Regions from separate parts of the Rattus norvegicus genome. Here region 2 is linked to region 1. The links are chromatin contacts, called in public Hi-C maps. All regions are on one chromosome and are shown on one strand. Each heading gives the region's core, a stretch centred on a gene start, on an enhancer-like site or on the middle of the called end of the contact. The rest is flanking DNA. Distances are from core to core; before and after follow the strand shown.

The links. A called contact is a pair of places that touch in the nucleus more often than the background predicts.
Region 2: a Hi-C map of liver shows a contact between it and region 1, with 4 times the contacts expected there. The contact joins the promoter of Dip2c here to the enhancer-like site in region 1. A contact is called at or near these places in 9 of 12 Hi-C or Micro-C datasets (the A7r5 cell line, the Rat2 cell line, Schwann cells and 6 more) and 1 of 1 datasets of contacts at active chromatin or transcription factors (oligodendrocytes).

What each region holds. Positions count from the first base shown.
Region 1 is chr17:65,532,001-65,537,043 of GRCr8, forward strand. All of the region lies in intron 1 of Dip2c (disco-interacting protein 2 homolog C), which reads right to left. Among named protein-coding and RNA genes, the nearest start is that of Dip2c, 190 kb to the right of the region's middle. Within about 2 kb of position 3,116, at least 2 of the 93 cell types and tissues checked have an H3K27ac peak or open chromatin away from gene starts, as enhancers often do. A contact at or near this core is called in hepatocytes and liver, where this site is marked.
Region 2 is chr17:65,720,633-65,725,675 of GRCr8, forward strand. Dip2c (disco-interacting protein 2 homolog C) reads right to left here and starts at 2,970. Exons shown (of 38, transcript NM_001107360.2): 1 at 2,429-2,970. The coding sequence starts at 2,513.

The sequences.
Region 1 (5,043 bases), core at 1,866-4,365:
AGAGGTAATAAAAAGCAAGAATGGCTTAATTTACTGTGTCTATTTTATGAAGTCATGGGTTCCAAAGGAAAGATCTTTGAAAATAGGATGAAATGGTAATCATATGGTCCTGTATGCTCAAAAGGAAGTCACTAGAAAGTTGTAGAAAACTCAGGAACATTCACTGACAAGTACATAATCTCTGAGGCCGTGGTAGACAGGGACCTCAGGCGCCTTCGGCATCAGCAGAGTCAGTCAGGGAAGAGAAACAATGTAGGTGCTGTGAGAGTCATGTCACAGGGATACTCATCTACATCGAGACAGCCCCAAGTCCACATTCCAGAACTATACCCTTCCAGTTGGGGCATGTCCTTTCCTATAATCACAAGCCTCCCATGGGAATATCTAAGTGTCACCCCGTGGTAGTGAGTCTTGATTGTCAATACACCACTGGGAGACCAGTAAAACACAGTAAGCTATGTCTATGACAGTGCTTCCAGAGACAATTCAACCACAGGGCTGGGATCCAATGAGATGGTTACTCTCTTGATGGATATGAAGGCATTATTTGGGTATGGAGGAAGCTCAGAAGCAGGGCCTGTTTGGAAGAAGTGGGTAACTGAAAATGGGTCTTTGGGCCTACACCTTTGGCTGGCCTCTTCCTATTTCACCATTTCTTTGCTTTCATGCCGCCATGATGTGAATTGCTCTGTTCAACTATGACTCTCCTGTATGGCTGATACTTCTGAAAATATACACCGAGACTGACTCCTCTTCCCTTCGTTTCATGCCAGGTATTTAACTGTGATAAAAAGCTTAGTTCCTCTATTTCCTTCTTGGACATTTATCTGAACACTAGCAGAGTACAGGATGCTGATGTGCCCTCTACAGGTATGCCTTGAAAAATCATAATGATGCCGTCCTAAGGATGGGACCTAGCAGATTTCATCATCCACAAGGACCCAGAAGCTCGTCTGACATGTGCCTACAATCCAGAGCACAGCAGCTTCTATCTTCTGGATCCACTAACAATGGCCACTGTCAGGCAGGTTCACAATGTAAATTTATGATTAAATTTGACCCAGATGATCAATAATGTGCTACTATGCCACAGAAGAATTACCTAGTTCTCATGGAAGGAAAGTGCCAATGGGGAGCCATCTAAATATGAGCATATGTTTACATATCTGTGTTTCAGGGCTGAGTGCAACATTAAGTTAGTCCTTAGCCCAAGAGGTACCTGGCTACCTCCTTCTATAAGTATCCTGCCTCTGATACATGAAATACCCTCAAACCTTAACTACCTCAGGCATACCAGTCCTATAGAGTTCAAAGCCAACTCTCTCGGGAAAGCTTACATCACCAGTGTTCTTTCTGTTTCATACCAAGGGGGATCTTCTGTTCTTCCATATAGTTACATGTACCAAGAAGTCAGAACCATGAGGGCAAGCTATGGCTCCTAGGCAAGAGAAGCTGTGACTGCATGCAAAGATGAAATGCACTACCTTGGGCTCCCTGCCCCCATGCAAAGGTCTCTCTTAGGAACAAAAGTGAGTGAGCTACATATGATTCTTGAATCCCTCTCATCAAACAAGCTTCCCACCAGCTGCAGTGTCATATCCACATGCAATTAGAAACATATGTGATTATAGCACTGTGACCTCTTGTCAGAACTGTCTCCATGAACATCTCCAGAGGGAACACTTTGTACTCCCTCAAGAACTTTTAAAATCTTCAGATATTAAAAAAAGAAAAAAACCCGTTCCCTCTTAAGAAATATTATAGTACATACACATTTGTTTTAATACAAAGTATACAGAATCCTAGAGTGTAGAGCTCTTATCCAGCTTCCACCTTCTGTTCTGCAAATAAAACCTTGAACAAATAAATTTCAGAAACCACCATCATACCATGGTAGACCTAAGTCAGAGACACAAAGCTTTTTGTTCACTTAGACTAACAAAACTTAAATGAGATGCTAAACTGATAATGTCCATAAAGTTACCCAAACAACTATAAAGAAATTTAATGTAGGCCAGTGAAATTACGCACAGTAAAGTCACTTGCTGCCAAACCTTTCAATCTGAATTCTATCTCCAGGACCCACATTTTAGGAAGGAAGTGACCTCAGACTACCCTCTGACTTCCACACATGTACTGTGGTATGTATGAACACACAATAGATAAATGCTAAAACTTATTCTTAAAAGAGCTTTGTGCTTGAAATTTTAAGATTGAAACTCGGAGACAACCTGTATTGATCTCAATCAAGAGAATGTGGGAGGCTGACAGAGCCCAGCTTCATCCAGGGGAAGGGGTGAACCCAAAGCATCTGAGTGCATGCACACCACAGGATCAGCAACACTGGCACTACCACTTCCTTCCACACACTCTCACGGCACTCCAGAATCATGGTTAACAATCAATGAGTGCGGGATCTCAAGCAACTTTCTATTATGACACTACAACTCTCAACACGACATTTAAGACATCAATTCTTTCCTCCCATCCTGCCATTCCCAAAGAAGAGGCAGAATAAATTCATTTTCTTTCCTAAGTAGCTGATATTAGTGCCAATGACCACTGGTGCTGTTCCATGTGCACTTGGTTGGAGAAAACCGATGAATCAAAGCCCCAGTTTCCATAAAAGCCAATGCTTTCTGACATAAATGTGATGATGTAAGTTTAAATAATGAAGCAACATTTTACTTCCTTTTTATTCTTTCCTTCTTACAGTGGTGCTGGGGTTTATATCCAAAGCTTTCCATATGTTGAGCAAGCATTCTACCACTGAACTCTTACTTTAAAAGAGGTATATTCCATTCATTCTACCAGGTTAACCTGTGGAAGGTTAACTGTTTGAAGCCTGGAAGCCCAGACTCCAGTATTACCTTGCTCCTCCTGACTTCCCATGGTGTGACATTCTCTCTACTCACCACACAACATCCAGTCAACTCACCCAATCCAGCACTCCAATCCCAGCCCCTTTCAGCACCTTCCCCTCAAGGGGACCCTTCCTGCCAACCACACAAACTCACTCCCTGCCCTCAATCACCCTGTGCCATTCCTCTACACTGTCACCTCTTCTGAGAACATCCATTGTTTACAACAGATTCCACTCTTTCCCCAGAGTCCACAAACCACCTCAGACTACACACAGTCCTCACTGCTGCTGCAGCCAAACCTTGCTTAACTCTTGCACCACCTCTCAGCAGCCACAAGCTGGGGCCTAGTAGTATCCCTCCACCTGCTTGCACTGTGTGTCTTTTGTTCTGGCACTTTTCTTCTTTTCTCTCAGAATTAGTGACCACAAGCTGTAGCACTCACCTAACAGGGAGCTATTTAACATATCATCTGGCACAGAATATTCACCCAATTAATGAGCACCATTGCTGTGATGTTACTGTTTGTATATGCTCTTTGATTTCCTATGAGCCTTCAAGCTCTGTACAGAAGAGGCTACTCACAGAAGTCAGCTGAGGGCCCAGTACAGGGCTCACCCTCCATGTACTTAGTGGGCAGACAAGTGAGTGTCTGACAGCCACATGTGGTGTATAATGAGATTACACTTGATAATTCCATTTGCTTTAGGCAATGTTCAGAAGTAATGTCTCAGGTGCTTGGTGTCTGGTGGTCCCAATTTCCAGGGGTTTAGAGCCATTCACATCTATTCTACATACTTTGCAATCAATTATAGAGGGCCCAAGATAGGTGAAATACACAGGTATTTGGGATTTATTAATTCATGAGACTGCACAACTTTATTCTACAAGTGCCATCTTGGAAAAGAAAAAAAAAGGCAATGGTTGAGCTGGAGGGAGGAAGACTACTGACTGAAGACATAAGCCTTGCCCCATATTCCACTCAAAACCATCCTACTCCAGCATCATGTTTGGATCCAAGTGTCCCACACTCAAGGTCAAGTGTTGTCTCACTGGGACAGATACCAAAGAGCACTGTGACTGAGATGGCTTCATGTTCTTTGTTGGTCTGAGCACCCTTGGTAGAATAAATAAGTTCTCTGCTTTCAACCTCTCCTTCCCAGAAATCCTGATATCCATACTTCAATAGGCCGAGCTAGCTCACTGAAGGAGGCACTGTAAAAACTAAAGTAGAACAAAGGCCAACCCATGGTGTTTCTTGGAAAGGACACTGTGTTTTATCATAAAACTAGGAGTGAGGATGTGCATTGTTGGCTCAGTAACATTTTAGTTGCACCCACATATCATGCTTCGCCTAATGGATATGAAGAAGAAACTGGAGATTTTGAGCACTTTCCAGCAGCCAAGCTTTTCCATACACACTAATAGCACTGGAGTTAGATGATGAGATTTTTGTCTTATAGGTGAAAAAAGTGATATTCATGAAATTTGGACTGAGTCCAAAATCAACAATATGTACTTGAAGCTACCAGGATTCATTGAGGGGTTTCCATGAGCTCCTCACACACTGCAGCAGTTCCTAACAAGCAAATAGCAGGTAAGTATTTACTCACAATGCAAATTATGGACAAGAGCTGGCCCTACAGGTGCAAACCAAACAGAGCCTGCTTCATACTTGGTGGATGGCTCAGTGACTCCATGTATTCAAATTTGCAAGTGTGACTTCATTTCAGACTCAGAAACCTGGGCTACCTACCACGTGAGTGGAAGAAGGGCAACTGAATAAACACATTCAGAATGAAAGGCCCAGACCCACCTATTTCTTCATTAACTGTGTGGAAGCTCAAAAAAGGACTGTTCATTGAGCCTTCATCAACCATTAAGCCCCTGAGTCCCCCAGTTCTCCATCACCTTCTCCTCCTAATCTAGTAGCCTGATATTTTGGAGAGGATATTGTTACTTTCATAAATGGGTCATAGTTGATAGGAATGAACTTAGTGAAGATGGTATACACACGAGTAGGCTTCTTGTAAGTGAAATTGGAATGTCACTGCCATTAACTTTGCACCAACCAGATGCACATCACTGAATAGTGGCAAGAGCTATTGGAAATCCTGAGGTGGTTGTTATGGGCTCCTTAACTCAGGGTTCCTGACAGACTCCTTGCATCAGTCTCTTCCTG
Region 2 (5,043 bases), core at 1,720-4,219, 190 kb after region 1:
GACATGGAATTTCAAATGATCTTTTGTAAAGCACAACCAAAACTCAACAATGACAAAGCCACACTTTGTAATAAAGTCAAAGGTGACACAGCTAATAGATTGGGGTCTGGGATGGGGGAAGGGCAAGTTCCAAGGAGTAGCAGAGGCTGAACACAGTGACAAAAGGCTTTTCTTTCTTTCTTTCTTTCTTTCTTTTTTTTTTTTTTTTGTTGTTGTAATTCTTTCAGGTCTCAACATAGCTAATATAAAAAAAGAAAATAAAAAAGGACTTCCTGAATACAAACATACATACACACCCCTCTAAGCCCACCTATTCACCAAGAAACTCATTGAGCCCTTCAAGTTCTATTACAGACACAAGGTGCTCACAGGGAATTAAGCTAGGTACACCTCATGTACAGTGGTTTTCCATACTTTTCTGGGCAGCAAGAAGCTAACACTCACTCTTCAGAGTGAACGATGATGACAGGTGACTGCTGTTGCCTAAAAACAAGATGGACAGCTACTTTCAACAAGGGGAGGGCAGGATATGTGGTTCCAGGCATTATGCGAGACTGAGAACAAATGTGAATTGACTTCCTGGTAGGCAGGGACCCTGCAGACAGGGCTCAAAGCAGGTGAGTTCAGATAGCTTCTCACTTTTCAAGTACGGGTGGGTAGAGACACATCACATTAACATCATGCAGACAGAGCAGAGAGGTGCTTGCTTTGAGTCAGAGCATGAATGGGAAGGGGTGCTGTAAATACAGGATACAGCCGATAGAACAGAGCTGGTAAACTGAGGGAGAGAGTCTATCTGAAGCCTGACAAATCTCAAATGTTTCTTCAGAGCTACTTAAGAGAAATACACTGTCCGCACTGCACACCTCATCTGCCAGTTTCAATCTAAAGGATTCAGCCCTGCCTTTTCTGCCTGTGGATCCTCTCAGGAAAGAGTGATGCTCTCTCTTATCATCGCTAGCTGGTCAGAGCAGAGGCAAGGAAGCACCGTCTGGGACACATTATCTTTTTACTTCCATTGGACTTTCTTCCCAGGGACTGCTCCCAAAACACCTTGAAGAACTCCAAATTTGGATTATAAGAACATGTCCAATCTACTAGAATCTGATAAGACAAGCAACATTACGGCCACCCGGCTTATATCCTTCTCCACTCTCAAAGTGTTAAAAGGGAAAACACAAAGTCAACGGCAGCTCCTCCCCATGATGAAAACTGGCACGAATGAATTTACGTTCTGGCTGCTGGCCCTCACAAACCGTTACAAAAAAAAAAAAAAAAAAAAAAAAAAAAAAAGTTCGCCATGCTGAACTGCTCTAAATATTAATTCAAAGGGAAACAACGGCCCACTTCCACACCATTACACTGTAGTCTTCTCAAATGAGTGGGATGACCGCTAAATATTTATTATTAAACACATTTTGGAACTTTAGTGGAGTAAGAAAAAAAAACCTACAAAACCCAAGCTGAAACTTATGACAGTTGAGCACATGATGTCCACCATGAAGAGCAAAGACGAAAGCGTGTATAACTCTCCATGAAATCACAGTAGCAGAGCAGCCGCAAAGACTCAATTTCTCTATCCAACGCGAAGGGAATGAGGCATCGGACCTGGCCTGAGGAGGGAGGTGTTAGGGCTTTAACTCAACCGGCTCATCACAAACACGCCGGAACAATAGTACTACTATCTTCCTCCCGCTGACAGAACCGTGTGCCTGCAACCTCAGAGAGATCCAATCCCGAAGTCCACTGACAAGTTTCGCATTAAAATCAGGCCATTCAGAGGCTGTCCCCAAGCATGGAACGTGGTAGCAGCACACCACTGGTGCTGGTGGTGCTGCTGGTGATGGTGGTAGTGATGATGCTGTTGGTGGTAGTGGTGGCGGTGGTGGTGGTGCTGCTGCTGCCGCCGCTGCTGCTGCCGCTGCTGCAGCAGCTGCAGCTGCATCAAGGACGCGGCGCCTCTCCATTAGAGAAGAGCGTACATCCCTACCAAGGCCATTCCCCGTTAGCCCTAAAGGTTGCTCCATCTTGCTTCGTAGCCGGGATCCCCGGGCCCAGCTGCAGCGCGCAGGGGGCATCGCGGCTGCACCGCGCCAGCTGAGCCTGGAGGGCGGGGGCCGCGACACGCACACGCGCGCGCGTGCACACACACACACACACATACACACATACACACGCACACACACACACACATACACACACACACAAGCACGCGCGCACACAAGCACATGTACACACATGCACCCGCCCCGGGGCCACCACTCGGGGCCCGGGCCAGGGTCAGGGCCGGGGCCCCGCCATCCCCAGGCCCCGCGCGCGCCCTCCCCGGGGTGACAGCACGGCCCGGCCCGCGGGGCCCCAAGCGCGCGCCAGAGAAGCGGTGTCCGGGCCCGGCCCGGGCACGGGGCTAAGAGGGAATTGCTGTTACCTTCCGACAGCTCCAGCTCCAGCTCGGCCAGCCGGGCCCTCACCTCCAACGGCAGAGCCATGCCTTCCAGGCTGCGGTCCGCCATGCTCGCCGCAGACGCCCCCGCCCTGCCGGCCTCCTCTTTGTTCGCCGACGGAGGGCTCCTCAGCGGCCGCCGCTCGAATCCGGAGGAACCGCACCGAGGAGGCGGCGGCGGACGGGCGGGAGCGGGAGGCCGGGCGGCGGCGGGCAGGCGCGCGGGGATTTTCTCCTTAGCCTCCTCAGCCTCGTCAGTCTCCTCAGCGCCTCCTCAGTCTCCTCAGCGCCTCGTCAGCCTCCTCAGCGTCTCCTCAGTGCCTCCTCAGTGCCTCGTCAGTCGTCTCCTCAGCCTCCTCAGCGCGGCCCCGACCCTGGCGGTGGCTTCGCGCCCGGCTCTCTGCGCGCCTCCCCCAGCCGCCGGCTTCGGCCCCGCTCGGCCGGCACCGGATCACGGGCCCGCCCGCGGTCACGGCCACAGGGCTCTCTAGCTGCTCCGCGGCCGCCCTGCCCCGGCGGGAGCGAGCGCCGCTGCGCGCGCACCGGGCAACAAGAGGGCGCGCGCGGAGGGTGGGAGCGCGCGGACGTGCCACGGCGGCGCGCGCTCAGGGGGCGGGGCCTCCAGCGACTACTTCGAGAGCGCGCTCGTGGGACAATCTTGCGTTTGGCCCTGGGGGTCTTCCCAACCCCAAGGCTTAGGCTCCTCAAGACTCAAGGAGAAAAATAAAGAAAGGATTCTGATGCACACACTAGCCTACTTGTTAAAACTTCAAATGTCCTGGATCCTCGAGGGCTGATTTTTTTTAAAACACTTTTAAGAGGAAAAAATAATTTAAAAATAAATAGATAAAAACCAGCACGAGCCATAGATTGAGTACTAGGTTTGAAGTTTAAAAGCATGGATCTAGAACAGACCAGTATATGACCTTGAATCACACGATGTTTTGTCTAGACTTCATTTTCCCCACCCGTGAAAATAAATCGAGCTAGGTTGGGTCTGTCACACACTGTCCAGCCTTTCCTGAGACTGAGGAATGCCTGTTATGCATAAGGAATCTTCAACAAGTGTCTTCTCCCTCACACCCTATAATACCATGTCCCTTCTCCTACCTCCTGGGAGTTCTTTTCCCTTTGGTCATCACCTCTGATAGTATCAATGTCTATTCTGAACAGAGTCTGACTATTTGGGGACACTCTTGCATAGCCAGCTCTCTCCTGAATAACCTCACCTAGCTGCCCCCTGAAACCCCAAACACCATAAAACCAAAGGGAAAAAAAAAAAAACAGAATCTCCTAACATTAAACATCCACCTGCTTTTTAAAGTATTTTATTCATTCTCTCTCTCTCTCTCTCTCTCTCTCTCTCTCTCTCTCTCTCCCCCCTGCTCTTTTTCTTCTTTTATTGGATTTTTTATTTACATTTTAAATGTCATCCCCTTTCTCGGTTTCCCCTCCAGAAACCCGATATCCCACCACTACCACCCACACTTCTATGATGGTGCTCTCTTACCCTCCCACCTACCCCTCCTGACAATCCCCTACATTGGGGAATGGAGTTTTCACAGGACCAAGGGCCTCTCCTCCCACTGATGCTCGACAAGGTCATCCTCTGCTACATATGCGGATGGAGCCATAGGTCCAACCCTGTGTTCTCTTGGGACAGTGGTTTAGTCCCTAGGAGCTCTGGGAGGGAGTCTGGTTGGTTGATATTGTTGTTCTTCTTTGGCGTCCATAGGTTATTAAATTATAATAATAAGAGACATGAAATTGGGATAGTAGAAAGGTGGGGATGGATCCGGGAGGAGCTGAGGGATACGTTGTATGAGATTCTCAGATCCATCCCCACCTCTCCCTCCCCAAGAAGCCATCAACTGTCTGCAGGGATAGGAGCTCATTAGCCCTTTCCCATGGCATGCTAGAATGATGACTGGTTGATCCTGTGCAGGCAGCCACAGCTACTGTGCATTCGTGAGGTCTTGTCATGTCCAGAAGACAGTTTTGCCTGGCTCTTACAATCTTTCTAACCCGTCTTCTGTGATGGTCTTTAAGCTTTGGAAGTGGGGTTATGATATAGACACCCTATTTGTGGCTGAGCACTCCACTGACATTTGTCTTCTCTGCTTTGATCATTTGTGAGTTTCTGTGTCAACCACCACACAAAGGAACTCCTCTGATGAGGTCAGAAGGCTGCAGTAGTCTGTGGGTAGAGAGAGACACAAATTTAGAGGGCAGTTTGATGCCTCATCCATTTAGCGGAGTAGTAATAGCAGGTTAGGCTCACTCCTGGAGTCTATGATCTCCCCAGCCAGATTTGCAGTAGCAGGCATATGTTTCCTCCTGTTAGGCGGGTCTGAAATCCAATCAGACAGCACTTGTGAAAGCGTGTGACCTCGATCTTCACACATAGCATTAATACCATGCAAGGTATTATTGCAGGGTTCATAGATGTCTACGATTGTTAAGAGCACGCACATGCACACATGCACACATGCACTCGCGCACCTGCAGGCTGCATAACACCTTCAAGTACCACGCAAGACAGCCAGCAAAGAAGAAATTCCCTGAACAGCATTGATGGATTCCGCCGTGTCCTGTGAGAG